2 separate regions of the Mus musculus genome follow, and region 2 is linked to region 1. The links are chromatin contacts, called in public promoter capture Hi-C maps. All regions are on one chromosome and are shown on one strand. Each heading gives the region's core, a stretch centred on a gene start, on an enhancer-like site or on the middle of the called end of the contact. The rest is flanking DNA. Distances are from core to core; before and after follow the strand shown.

The links. Capture Hi-C pulls out chosen DNA fragments and counts their contacts.
Region 2: a contact with region 1 is called in a promoter capture Hi-C map of adipose tissue, with 2.5 times the contacts expected there. The contact joins the promoter of Uspl1 here to the promoter of Usp12 in region 1. A contact is called at or near these places in 1 of 39 promoter capture datasets (pre-B cells) and 2 of 9 other capture datasets (adipose tissue and liver).

Annotation. Positions count from the first base shown.
Region 1 is chr5:146,793,231-146,799,428 of GRCm38.p6, reverse strand. It overlaps Usp12 (ubiquitin specific peptidase 12), which reads left to right and starts at 4,473. Exons shown (of 9, transcript NM_011669.3): 1 at 4,473-4,814. The coding sequence starts at 4,767. It overlaps 1700041I07Rik (a long non-coding RNA gene), which reads right to left and starts at 3,604. Exons shown (of 2, transcript XR_377208.4): 1 at 3,307-3,604.
Region 2 is chr5:149,179,822-149,186,174 of GRCm38.p6, reverse strand. It overlaps Uspl1 (ubiquitin specific peptidase like 1), which reads right to left and starts at 1,615. Exons shown (of 9, transcript NM_001115149.1): 1 at 1,369-1,615. It overlaps Mm2pr (macrophage M2 polarization regulator), which reads left to right and starts at 4,139. Exons shown (of 3, transcript NR_015478.2): 1 at 4,139-4,180.

The sequences.
Region 1 (6,198 bases), core at 3,224-5,723:
GCACACACACACACACACACGCACACGCACACGCACACGCACACGCACACGCACACGCACACGCAAGCGTGTGCGCGCGAGCTACTTCCAGAGCATACAGCAGGTTAGAGCAAGCTAAGACCTGTTCAGTTCCAGAGAGGACAGAATTGCTGAGCTTTGGATTAGGAAAAATAGACATGCTTTCTAATGATCTGTGTCATGCCATCTGGCTCTGGAAGAGTGGAGAGCTATAAGAGCAGCCTGGTGACTGAGGATACTGTCGGGTAAAAGATGGATACACTCTGGATGCTGCTGCCAAAACCAGCCCAATGGGAAGACACCTGGCCCAAGGAGGCACCTACACACACTCATTCATGAGCAGCTTCTGGGTATGGGTGGCCACAGGGAGTGTCAACAAGAGCAGCAAGACCAGAGGGTCCCCGCCCCCGCCCCGTTCTGTTGCTGTGCTGAAGCCTTCCTCTGGGTCTCCAACGGGACCCTCTATGTCTGTAGAACTAGGACCTATCTGACACAACAGCCCTGTGTAGAAGGCACTTAGGAGGAAGAGGGCGGGAGGTCAGAGCCCTCCTTTTAAGGCAGAGCGTTTCAGCTGTTCTAATAGCTGAGGTTTGACCAGCAGTTTTGCAGTGGTCAGGAGCATACAGGCGAGACCTAGTTGGGTATACAGCAGGAGCAGCAGGACCTCAAGGAAGAAGATGCAAGAGCACATTTAGAGGTGGTATCTCCCAGAAGTCACTGGGAGATTCACTTCTGGCTTTGTTGCTATCCACTATGGCTGATGAGGAGCAACGAGGAGTACCAGCGTCACCAAGGATGTTGGTACTGGCCCAGGACATCCTTTCTGGAGCCAGTAAAGTCTTCAGACTCCATGGAGAGCTACCCAGAGGGTATGAGGAAGATGAGGGGCAGGTTGGAGAAGAGGGAAACAAGTTTCCAGAGGTCAGAGATAAGGGGGTCAACTGGATGTGGTTAGGCGTCCTGCAGGCGAGCAGCAACAGCTCATTGCTGTGGATGGAACAGAACAGGCAGGCAGAAGCTAGAGAGCTCTCAGCGGGACCAACCAGAGGTAAAGGCACACATCTCCCGCACCCTCTTGTTGCCTTTGACGTCTTCATCACTCCCTGTGGTGGACTCAGCCGTCAGGAACATCTGCAGAAGATGTAGTGTCACAAACAGAAAAGAATCTAGACAATGTAGTCTAGACGCCGTTGTTGTGAAAGAGCTGCTGTCCCGTGGAGAGCACATTGCAGCCAGCTGCTTCTGTATTCTGCTCCGCATGACTGGAGTGGAGGTGGGGGATAGGGTGGGGTGTGAGGTGTGGGGTGAGGCATATGTATGGTGGGGTGTTTCTGGGTTCAGGGAAGAACCAGCAGGGACGAGGAGGCAATCCCTGCTGAGTACCAGGACAAGTAGCCTTCCCCTTGCAATCTGTGACAGAAACTTGATGGTGTTATCTATCTATCTATCTATCTATCTATCTATCTATCTATCTATCCGAATGAATGAAACCATTGTTTCAGTTTTAAGTAGAGGCTGATAAGCCTCTTCTTTTAGTTAAGTTGTGGTTGTTTTATTTTGTTGATGCTGGAGACTGAACCCAAGACCTCTTGCTAAATATATGCTCTTCCCCTGAACTACATCTTACCCTTCTAACCCCCTCTTTAAATCTGTGTTTAAATACCAACATGGGAGCTGCAGAGATGGCTCAATGGTTAAGAACACTGACTGCTCTACTAGAGGTCTTGCATTCAATTCCCAGCAACCACATGGTGGCTCATAACCATCTGTAATGGGATCAGATGCTCTCTTCTGGTGTGTCTGAAGACAGTGACAGGGTGAAATAAATACATACAAGTATTTAGACCTATGGACTACACTTTATCTGGAGCAGCCTATATAAGACCTACGTTTATTGTACAGATGCTCAACTTTATTTGCTGGATTAGTAGTGAGTGAGCTTTGAAAAGCCATTGCACTGGGAGTGTAACTCAGTGGTTTAACACTTGTCTAAGCCTAAATTAGGTCCTGGGTTCCATTCCTGTGGCGAGTTGAATATGCTTGGCCTATGGTAAGTGGCACTATGAGGAGGTGTGGCCTTCTTGGAGGTGGTGTGGCCCTGTGTAGGCGGGTTTTGAGGTCTCCTAGTGCTCAAGCTCCACCCAGTGTGGAGATTTCCCTCCAGGCTGTCTTCAGATGAAGATATAGAACTCTCAGCTCCTTCTCCAGCACCATGTCTGCTTGCATGCTGCCATGCTTTTTATCATGATGACAATGGACTGAACCTCTGAAAGTATAAGCCAGGCCCAATTAAATGTTGTCCTTTATAAGAATGTTGCCTTGGTCATGGTGTCTCTTCAGAGCAATGGAAACCCTAAGACAATTTCCAACATAGACTTGAGTTAGAACTATGGCTATTTTGATTGACATCTACTATCTGAACAGCTAGACCACATTATTAATGCAACCAAAGAGGTTGACTCATTGGGAGAGGTAGGGAGAGACGTCAGATTTCAGGGACAGAGCCTGTGCTGTGTGTGTATAGACCCAGGCCCTGCACTCACTAGGGGTGCAATGATGAATGCTATACTTCTTCAATTAGAAAACAAGCCTGGCATGATGGATCTCTGGGGTTATTGGAAGGTTTACGCTTAGAGCATTCAAAGGGTTCCCAGCATCCATCTGGTCTCACAACCTTCTACAACTCCAGTTCCAGGAGGATCTGATGCCTTCTTCTGGCCTCCGCGGACACTGTACGCATGTGAGCAAGCAAAACACCCATACACATAAAGTAAAAATAATAAAGCTTAAAAATGAAACCTTATCCAGCAGACTACCTAGCCTATGACAGGAATTCTGAGGCGGCACACTGACAGCTGGAGGGTTTTATTTGCTCAACATTTTAATTAATTACTCATTGGCTTTTGCTAATTTCTTTTTGACAATTTCATACATGTGCTGTTTATTCTCTTTTATTTATTTTTGAGGCCAGGTCTCCCTGCATAGATCTGGCTGATCTGTAGATTTGCTATTTAGTCCAGGCTGCCCTTGAACTCACAGAGACTCACCTTTCTCTGTTTCCTATGCTGGGATTGTAGGTGCATGTCACAATTCCCTGTGACTGGCTTTTCATTCATTTATTTTTTTGGGGACAAGGACTCAAGTGATCCAGGCTGGTCTTGAACTCATTAAATAGCTGAGGATGACCTTACCATAGTAGGATTAGCACTTCAGCTGAGGATATGAAACCTCAGAACACCTACACAAACACTTCGCCAACTAAGCCATATGTCCAGCTCCCATCCTTACCTTTAAAATATAGATGTTGTACGACCATGCTCTATGCTTGTGGAGTCTAGAGTGGCGAGCAACGCGACAAACATTGCATAGATCTGAACTGGTGTAAACCAGAGTCCAAGCCCCTGCCGTGGTATCTACAGAAAAGCGGGAGGCCTAGCCACTACGAAGGTAGATACCTGGAGAATAAGCAGCTGCCAGAATACTTAGCTGTATTCAGTGGGTGTTCCCCTCCCCCAACGCTTACAATGGAATTGCTATGGAAACAGTATTCATGTACCAGAAATCTGTTTCTCGACTAAATTTTGTTCAAATTCTCGGTCTTTTGAATGCTTTGGACTATGAAGTGAGGCTTATCAGATTTTAGAGCTTTCGTCGGAATTTAGGCCCCAAGTTCCACAGACCCGGTGTGGTGGGGAGTTGGGTGGAAGGCAGAAAAGGTCCTACCCTCAGATCACCAATCAAAACAAATCACAGGCTTTTTAAAGTAGTAATTTATGAAGTTTTATGAATTTTCTGCCGGTAGAAAATAGGAAGCGTTCATCCACTAGCTAACACGGTCTATGTGCTCCTCACACATTGGCTTCGGCTTCTTACTTGGGACATACCACCCTGTTACAAATTCCAAGTTGGTATCCCACTGTTTTTCAGGATTGGCTCCCCTTCCTCTTCTCCCCCACTACTGCTAATTCATAGAGTTAAATCTTGTCTTTTTATCTAATTAGCCTTTTCTTAGGGAATTAGGCCCAGATGATTCACCCCAGAAAAACATCCAAGTGCTTGGGACTCTGGCGGGGTTGCCTTCCAACCCATCCAGTTTCCCAGATATGGTCTCCGTCTTCTGTTTCAACTGACTGTCAGTCGCTCTAAAGGCTGCTTGATGTCACAGACGCCGCAGAGCAAAGGCTCGATCCCCTAAAGACCCGCTCTTGCAAGCTAAGGTAGGTGCTTCACGTCGGCGCTAGGACCCATCTGCAGGAGGAACGCGGCACGGGTCTCGCCCCGCCCCAACGCGCACTGGGTGGAGCCGTCCTCCCCAAGCTCGCCCCCCCCCCGTGGGAGGGCGGGGCACCATGGGCGTGGCACAGCTGCGGTGGGCGTGGCGGCGCCGGAGGCGGGCGGGGCGGAAGGACGCTGCCCGGTCGTCGGGGCGGTAGGGCCTGCGCGGAGCTCTCTCCCCAGCGCGCTGGGCGGGGTGTGCTGTGAGCGGCTTCCCGGGCAGGCGCGGGCCCTGAGGCGGCGGCTGCGCCGTGCGCCGGGGCGGAGCCGGGGGCGGGCGGGCGGCCGGCGGGCGGGGGCTGGGCCGGAGGAAGCCTGAGCGCCCGCGGCGACGACGGCAGCGGCGGCCCAGCAGGCTAGAAGCGTGGGTCGGCGGCGGCTCCGGGTGCGGCCGCGGGCTGCGGAGCGAGCGGGCGGCCCGGCTCCCCGCGTCCCCCGCCCGCCGCGACTGTCTGGAAGATGGCGCCGGGCGGATGGAAATCCTAATGACAGTCTCCAAATTCGCCTCCATCTGTACCATGGTAGGTGCGGCGGCAGCGCGGCCCGGGGGGCCGGTCCCCGCCTTCGAGGCGCCGCCCGCGGGCCTGGTCGTGTGCGGGCGGACCGGGCGCGGGGCCGAGTGGCCGCGGGGAAGGCGTGCTGGACACGGCAGGCGGGGCCGGGACACTGGGGATAGGACCGACCGGGGCTCGGGGTTGGGTCCTGACCACGGGGTCGCAGTTGAGGACGGGGAGCTCTGGGTCTGGGCACCGGGGACTCGGGGACTGTGGCTGGGGACTAGGGCCTGGGGGCTCAGGGACGGGGTTGGGGGTAAGGGCTGCAGACTGGGGTTGGGGACTTGGGGACTCGAGGTGTGGACTGAGGTTGGAGGCTGGAGCCGGGACTTTAAACTGGGGACTGGTACCGGGAAGCGAGGGGATTGTGCCAGGGGAAGGGACGCGGCATTTCCTTGGGGCCCTGCGCGGGGCAGGGCGGGGGTCTGCGGCAGGAAGGAAGGGTCTCGATCCTACTGGAAGACGGAAGTCCTGGCGGAGTTCCTCCTCGGGTTAGGTGGAGCCCCAGGCCCTGGCTCGGGAAGGGGGCGTGTGAAGGTGGAAACTTTTAAGAGTGCTGTTGAAATGTTTTCTTATTTTCAACTCTCTGAAGCGATAGGAACTCTTGCGGCTTCCAACCTGTGTCCGTCCAGATGGCAGCCTTGTCTCTGGGAATCTGTGTTAATCTTGAAAAGCTGCATTCGCTTTCCTGTCATTTGTTTATTTTAATAGAGCAGACACCGCTGTGTGGGGTTGAAGTACACAGATTCCCCCGAAAAAAACGAAACGCGCGCGGGTGGGTTCCAAACGTGTTTTTGTGCATTGCCAGAAGCACCACGGCTTCCCACGTGATAAAGCAAATCCATTACCTCCTTTATGAACTTCGCCGTAGAGATTGTGATTTATGAATCAATGAAAAAAGTTACTCTTTGCAGTGTGGGTCTGGAGTTATTTACCAAAGACCTGCACCTGCTTCATCTCCGTTTTTGTGTTCTGGGTTGTATCTAGGAGATTCTCCAAACCATCTTCCACCTGCAAGTGATCTGTGGTTGTGTGTGAGTGTGTGTGTGTGTGTGTGTAAGGAGTGGAGAATCAGGTAGGAAAAGTGGACTCTGTGCTACTTTCTGTGGAACAGTATTAAAAAAAGGGGTGGAATAAGTGGACTTAAAATCCACAGCATCAAAAAAGTCGGAAGATTATGGAATCACTGAAGGCTCCATTTTCCCACGTGGGTAATTCTTCTTTCCTGGGGTTGAGAAGGGGGCTGTGTTTACAGTTACTGGGATTGGTTGTGCTAATTAGACATGCCACATGGGATAATCGAATCTTTCATAGTGATAATTTTGCCAGATTGCTGAGCTCCGTGTATTTT
Region 2 (6,353 bases), core at 366-2,865, 2.4 Mb before region 1:
TGTCAATAAAGAAGTCAAGGCATATTCGAGCATGGTGGTTGATGCACGCCTTTAAGCCTTTTAATTCCATTGCACAGATCTCTCTCAATAGAACTACTGCAGATTTCTGTGAGTTTCAAGCCAGCCTGTTTCACACAGTGAATTCCAAGCCAGGAAGGTTTATATAGTGAGACCCTGTCTATGGAAGGAAGGAAAGGAGAGGGAGGGAAGGAGAGAAGGAGGGAGGAGACCCATTAAGATGGTAGTAGAAACACTAAACAATATTAAGAAATTCCCCCTCCCCAAAGAATATTCAAGTTTTAAAATACCAGAAGTAGACTCTTGGGGTTTTTCAAGCACTGTATTATACACAAAACCCCGGGGTGGGTCTCAAATTTCAATTTGTCTAGGAATAAATTACCTTCATTATCTTTTCTCCAAGTGTAACTGCTAGCTCCTCCCTGTACAGTATCTAAATTTTGGCATCTTTTGGGTTTCCAAATACAGACTAGAAAGTTTGTGCCGTCTACTCACTCTCATCTCCCATGTTTGCACAGTAGGCGCCATCTAAACTCGTGAACGAGGCTTTGGAAATGTTTCGAACTTGTCTCTCTTTCCATTCATATCACTGTCAAAATGACAGCTCCGCTTCAAACCACCTATTTAATCCAATCTGATTGTAGGAAGTCCGCCCAAACAGCTCAGTACATCCTAAAGATTATGACATGAGCTTATTTCAAGGAGAACAACCAAGGTTTTCCAGTGTTCATCTCCGGCACTTTTCCTCTTACCTACGCCCACCACCGAGCCCCCACCTTCAACGTAGGTAAGTCGCATTCCGGAGACCTTAATGGGAGATATCAGCCCAGAATAGATCCATTTAGCAGCCAATCACGAGAGGGATTTAAATTTAATTCACTGCATGTGTAGAAACTATTACAGGTATTCAAAGGGCCTGGAACCCTTCGGAGCTTTATCTCTCGGCTCTGCATATGAATTTTCAAGGCCAGCAGACTTAAGCCCCAGCGAAGGGATAGGCTTTACAGAGCCCAATACTGCTTGGTACCCAGTCCAGCTTCCCGAATTTGAGACGGATGGGTCCACGCGAACTGAGCTTCAAAAGCCTACCAAGGAAGTCCAAGAGGCGCGGCGTTCCGTTACCCAGCCCATCTCCACGCTCTTCGTGGGGCGGGCACAAACTCTGGTTTCTCTTCAGCGTTTACCTCTTTGAGCCTAACCGGAACCTGAAGACCCAGCCTGCACCTCCATCCTCCACCTTGCCCACCACAACCTCGTTCCTACCCCATCTTTTCAGCGCGCCAACGACCCACCCCGGGCACTCCAGCCGTCCCAATTTCTACTTCCCGAGGGAACTACTGTCTTCCTTACCCTCCCGAAGTACGCTCCTTCTTCGCATACAGTGGACCCGAACTCCTCTTCCAGCTTGAGGTCCCCACCATCTAACCGTAACGTTCAACCCACGTTCCCTCGGACGGCTCCTCCCCCACAGCCCTCTCCGCCAGGAAAGCAACTTCCGCCTGCGAGTCCGCCGCCCAAGAGCTACCCCACAAACACTTTCCTGCGGCAGGCAGCCCTGCTTGAGAGCACGCGGGCAGGGCCGGGGAAGGGGAAGACCAGAGCACTTCCGGCAGGGCTCCGCAGAGGCGTGGCTTGCCCGCCCAGCAGGCGCAGGCGCAGTGGGAACTGCGGCGACAGGGCGGGGCCCCTCGCTACAGAGCCTGCAAAGTGTGAGTCGGGAGGACGGGGGAGGGGGAGGGGGAGGGAGCTGGAGGGGGTGGGGCAGGCTTGGTTCTGGAAGCTGCTGGAAAGCGCTGGAGTGGCGGAGGTGACGCCAGAGGCTAGGGGGCGGGGCGTGATTAAAATTAGTGCGCGGCCTTCAGCGGAGGGATTACGCGGCAGAGGAAGGAGAGGTCGCTGGGCGGCTGCCTGCCTGGCGCGCAGGCGCAGTGATGGGCCTCCCTGGCGGGCCGTCATGGCGGACGCCACGACGGGCTCCCATAGTTGGTTCTTTTCGGCCCGCGCGCCACCACCCTACGTGTTCACAAACGGTTACCACACACGGAGCTGCCCCTCCCTTCTTCCCCAAACCCATCCTTGGAGGCCACTTTTTCTTTCTTCCCTCTCTGATCTGCTCACGGTAAGGGGGGTAGCGAAAGACGAGCACTTGACCCGGGGTGGCACTGAGCAGCCGACCCGCGCATCTCAGCAGCCGCCCTGCCTCCTTGAACTTCAGAGAGGGGAGAGCTCAGTTGCTAAGTTTTAAGAACTGCCTTCGTAGAAAGGTCATGTGGTGTCAGGGAGGTCATGACTGATCGCGTCCATGAGGACATCCTATTCTTGGAGTCCTTTGCATAGACTGTTTCCGTGGCCTGGGACTACAATTTGGGATTTTTTCTGGACCTTACAGGAATCATGACTGGCATTTTGGATTGCGGTCCTGTAGGGTTTCATTAGTGGTCTTAAACGACCATGTTCTGGCAGAATACTGATAATTTTGGTAGCGTGCAATGGGGGAAACAAGTCCGCTGTAGGAAGAAATTATTCAATAAAAGAATTTCAGTTTGTGGTACTTAGGAATGGAAATCGCTGAGCGTTCCAACAGAGACTTTGTTAGGGTTTTTTTTCTCCTCTCTCATGACGAAAATAGACTGGTTAGGTTTTGCTTTTTTTTAATTTTATTTATCTTTGCATTTACACTACATACTGTACTGGTATATTTGTTGTAAGATCAAACAAGTAAGATTTCTTTTTGTATGGATTATGAGGTTTTTGAGAAAGTATTTCTTCCTGAGAGAGTAGCCAAGATTAATAGGATTGTTTTCTTATTCAACATGCTATTTCCATTTTTAGAGTGGAGTACACTTCCCCTCCCAATAAACACTTGCTGAATGTCAGCTCATAAATTGAATGATCTAGTTGGTTCAGTTAAAATGTAACCCGACTTTTGAGGTGTAAAGCAACATCCACAAACAACTAGAATAAAAATAAAAATGGATTATTGCTGTCTTTAATGAAAAATTTATTAAAACAAAATTTTTGGCCAGAAAAACTTAATAGTGACAAACAAAATGAAGATGGAATATGGCGGGTCGGGGAGGGGGGGGGAGAAAATTCCCAATTTACTTCAGGTTAATAATAGTCCCCAGCTGAGAAGATACCATGTACTTCTGTGTATTCTTTCCACAGTATGCAGAGTGCCTGTTTTTATATACATTGGTCCCATAGAGAGTATAGTTAACCTCAGTAAACTAAAGTAGGTTTATCTATTTCCACTTAGAAATTCATATTCAATAAATGGAAGCTTTTATTTAACTAATAATTAATTAAGCTGCAATAGGAATACAGTGCTCTGCAGATCATTTTGTGAGCTCTTGTTCTTTTTTTCTGTTGTATTCCTTAACTGAAAACAAACCTTTAGCACCAACCTGGGATATAAATGCTACCTCTAAGCCAGGTATGGTGGACACCTCTGTAAGCCCAGCACTCAGGAGGACCTTGGGTGGAAGCCAGCTTGGGCTATATAACAAATGAGTGCTTAGAGTTGAGACTTGTCCTAAAATCAAACCCTGCGGTGGTTGTGTATTCTGGTCTCATTGACAATTTACTGGACTGCAGAAACGACTTCCATCAGTAAGTTATTCTCCCTGCAGTAATGAGGGCCTGAACTGGAAGCCCCAGCACTTTGATAAAGCTTGGCCCAACTGTATGCATCTGTTATCCCAGGCTGGGGGAGGTGCAGATCTGTGGATCCCAGGGGCTCACTAGCCACTCAGCCTGGCTGAATCTGTGAGCCCCAGATTCAGTTAGAGACCCTGTCTCAAAAAGTAAGCCGAGAGAAAGGAAGACCGTTAGCATCCACCTCTGTCCTTCACCTGTGCACCATGTACCCGGGCAGCCTGACTTTCCAGAGTACAGTCTATAATCCCTTTACTAAATCTTATCTTCAGAAAGCTGGAAAAACCAAAAGCTCTTTGGTAGTAAAAACTGGTGCAAACCAATGAGATACGTGAGCTTTCTCCTGTGTATTTCATTGAAACAACATTAATAGGTTTGATTGCTGTGTGCTGCTGTTGGCCGCTGGCATAAGGGGTTTTCTATAATGGTTGAGTTTATAACTTCCCTCCTCTTTGTTTTGCCAGTACTGGGAAATGAATCCGGACATCACACCCGTGCTGGGCAAGTACTGTACCATTTCCCCAGATCTTTTTTTTTTTTTTTTTTTTTTTTTTTAATTTGAGAAACTGTTTTACAAAGTTTCCTTGGCTGGCCTTGAACTCACTGTGTAGGCCAAGTCAACCTAGAATTGGTGTATTCATGCCTCAGTCTCTCGAGTGAGATTTTAGTTACTGTTCTACCAGGCCCCACTATAATAACCTTTTAAGTCTCCAACTCTTAGGTGTTAGTAAAAGAATTATCGGCCTATATTTATATTTGGCAAGTTCTCTCGTACAAGGCATTTGTTTAAAAAAATTAATTCGAGGCATTATTTGTTGTCAATGAGTTCAAGTGAGTTAACTATGGGGAACATTCTACTCGTGTACAATTATTGGGATGTGCAGAGCTTATCCATTAGGCCAAAGGTTGTAGTCGTTGTCCCAAGGTATTGTTTTGTTCTCTTAGAACTTTTAAGTAAACTTACATGATATCTCATAATGCATCCACACTTACCTGGTTCTTTTCCCCAAACGAGCAGATAAAATATGAGTCACAGAGTAGATACTGGAGTATCTGGTATCTAATTCTGTCTCTGGCTGTGTACTTTATACAGGTTGTTTAAATTTGGTGCCCTGAGAACATCTATACAGTGACAAGTTTGGAGCAGATAAATAGCTCGAGGAAAGTCCCTTATAGTTGTGATGTCACCTGCAGATACTTTCTTGAGACTACCACTAAGGACATTGTCCATCTCAACCTACACTGCCTTCTTGCTGGTCAAAAGTCACTGCTTAAATTGAGTAGTACATAGCTCAGACTTGGCACAATGAGTCTTCATGCTATACCTGTCTCTCAGTCACCCTGCCTAGGATCAATAGAAGCTGAGGGGGCGGTGCATGCATATAGAGGCAAGTAAAGTGCTATTAGGATGTGGCTTGTGTCCTGCCTTTTAATGAGAGTGTTGCATAGTATGCCCCTGTTTGCCTTACATGTTCACTTGTCTCAGAGGTGGCTTTCTGTCACGGTGTCAGTCCGCTTCGGATTTATTTGGGTTGCTTAGGTTTCTTTCAGAATCTGTCTTGGTTACTTGTCTTGTTGCTGTAACAAAAATGCCCTGATAATGGCAATGCAGGGAAGAATGGGTTTATTGTGACTCACAGTTTAAGGTTAGTACATCTCCTGGGGACGTCACTGCAGCAGGGGCTTGAAGTCGCTGGTCACAGTCCTGCACCGTCAAGAAGCAAAGAGCTAAGTAGATAGATTAAAGTGGAATAAAAATGTAAAGCATTGTACAATAAATGATATACTCATCATTTCTCACACATGTGAATCTCTGTGTGTCCTAAACAGTAGCATAGCTACTTCTGTCTGCCATGGCTCATACATGCCCTGTGCCTGCGTCATGAGAGTGGGAGAGTGGTGTTAATATCATACCTGACTCTAAACAAAATTGATTAATCACATCACCTGAGTGGCATCATCATTTGAAACCAGAGGAACAAAGAGCTGTGTTGAGGGACCTCTACCCAGACAACTTACATATCTTTGAACATCGCAGTCGTGCAGCACAGCAAGAGTGGCGGTGAGCGTGTGACGGTGAGCGTGTGGCGGTGAGCGTGTGGCGGTGAGCGTGTGGCGGTGAGCGTGTGACGGTGAGCGTGCAGGGTGGAGATGAGTTAGCAGCAGACCGTGGCTTTCGAGAGCATGCTCAGCAAATGCTATTTAAACTGAATTTTTCTTTTAATGGTCTTGCTCTACATGTGTAGTTGGATTTAGAAGGCAACTTCTTCGTGCTGCTACTTTATTAAAGATTTATTTTTTATTTTAATTATGTGTGTGTTGGTGCAGATGCCTGAGGACTGGAGAGGTTTTGGATTCCCTGGGGCTGGAATACCAGGGAGTTACCGGAAGTTGTAAAGCAGCTCATGTGGGTGTTAGGAACTGACCTGTTATCCTCTGCCAAAGCCACCTCTCCTGAGCATTCCCGCTCTGAGACAGAAAACTAAGCCAGAAGGAAACAGTGTATCTAAGTTTGTACATTAAACTGTCAGACCTGAGGCTGAAGGCTGCATCCTCTAACTTCCAATCCGGAGCTTTTTATTTTTTTTCAGCCTACTACCCACCCCCAAAGCTGAGCTGAGTGTGTAGCTCCCTCCCATTGTCAGAGTGCTAAGAGCTTAGACTGAACCAGCCTGGCC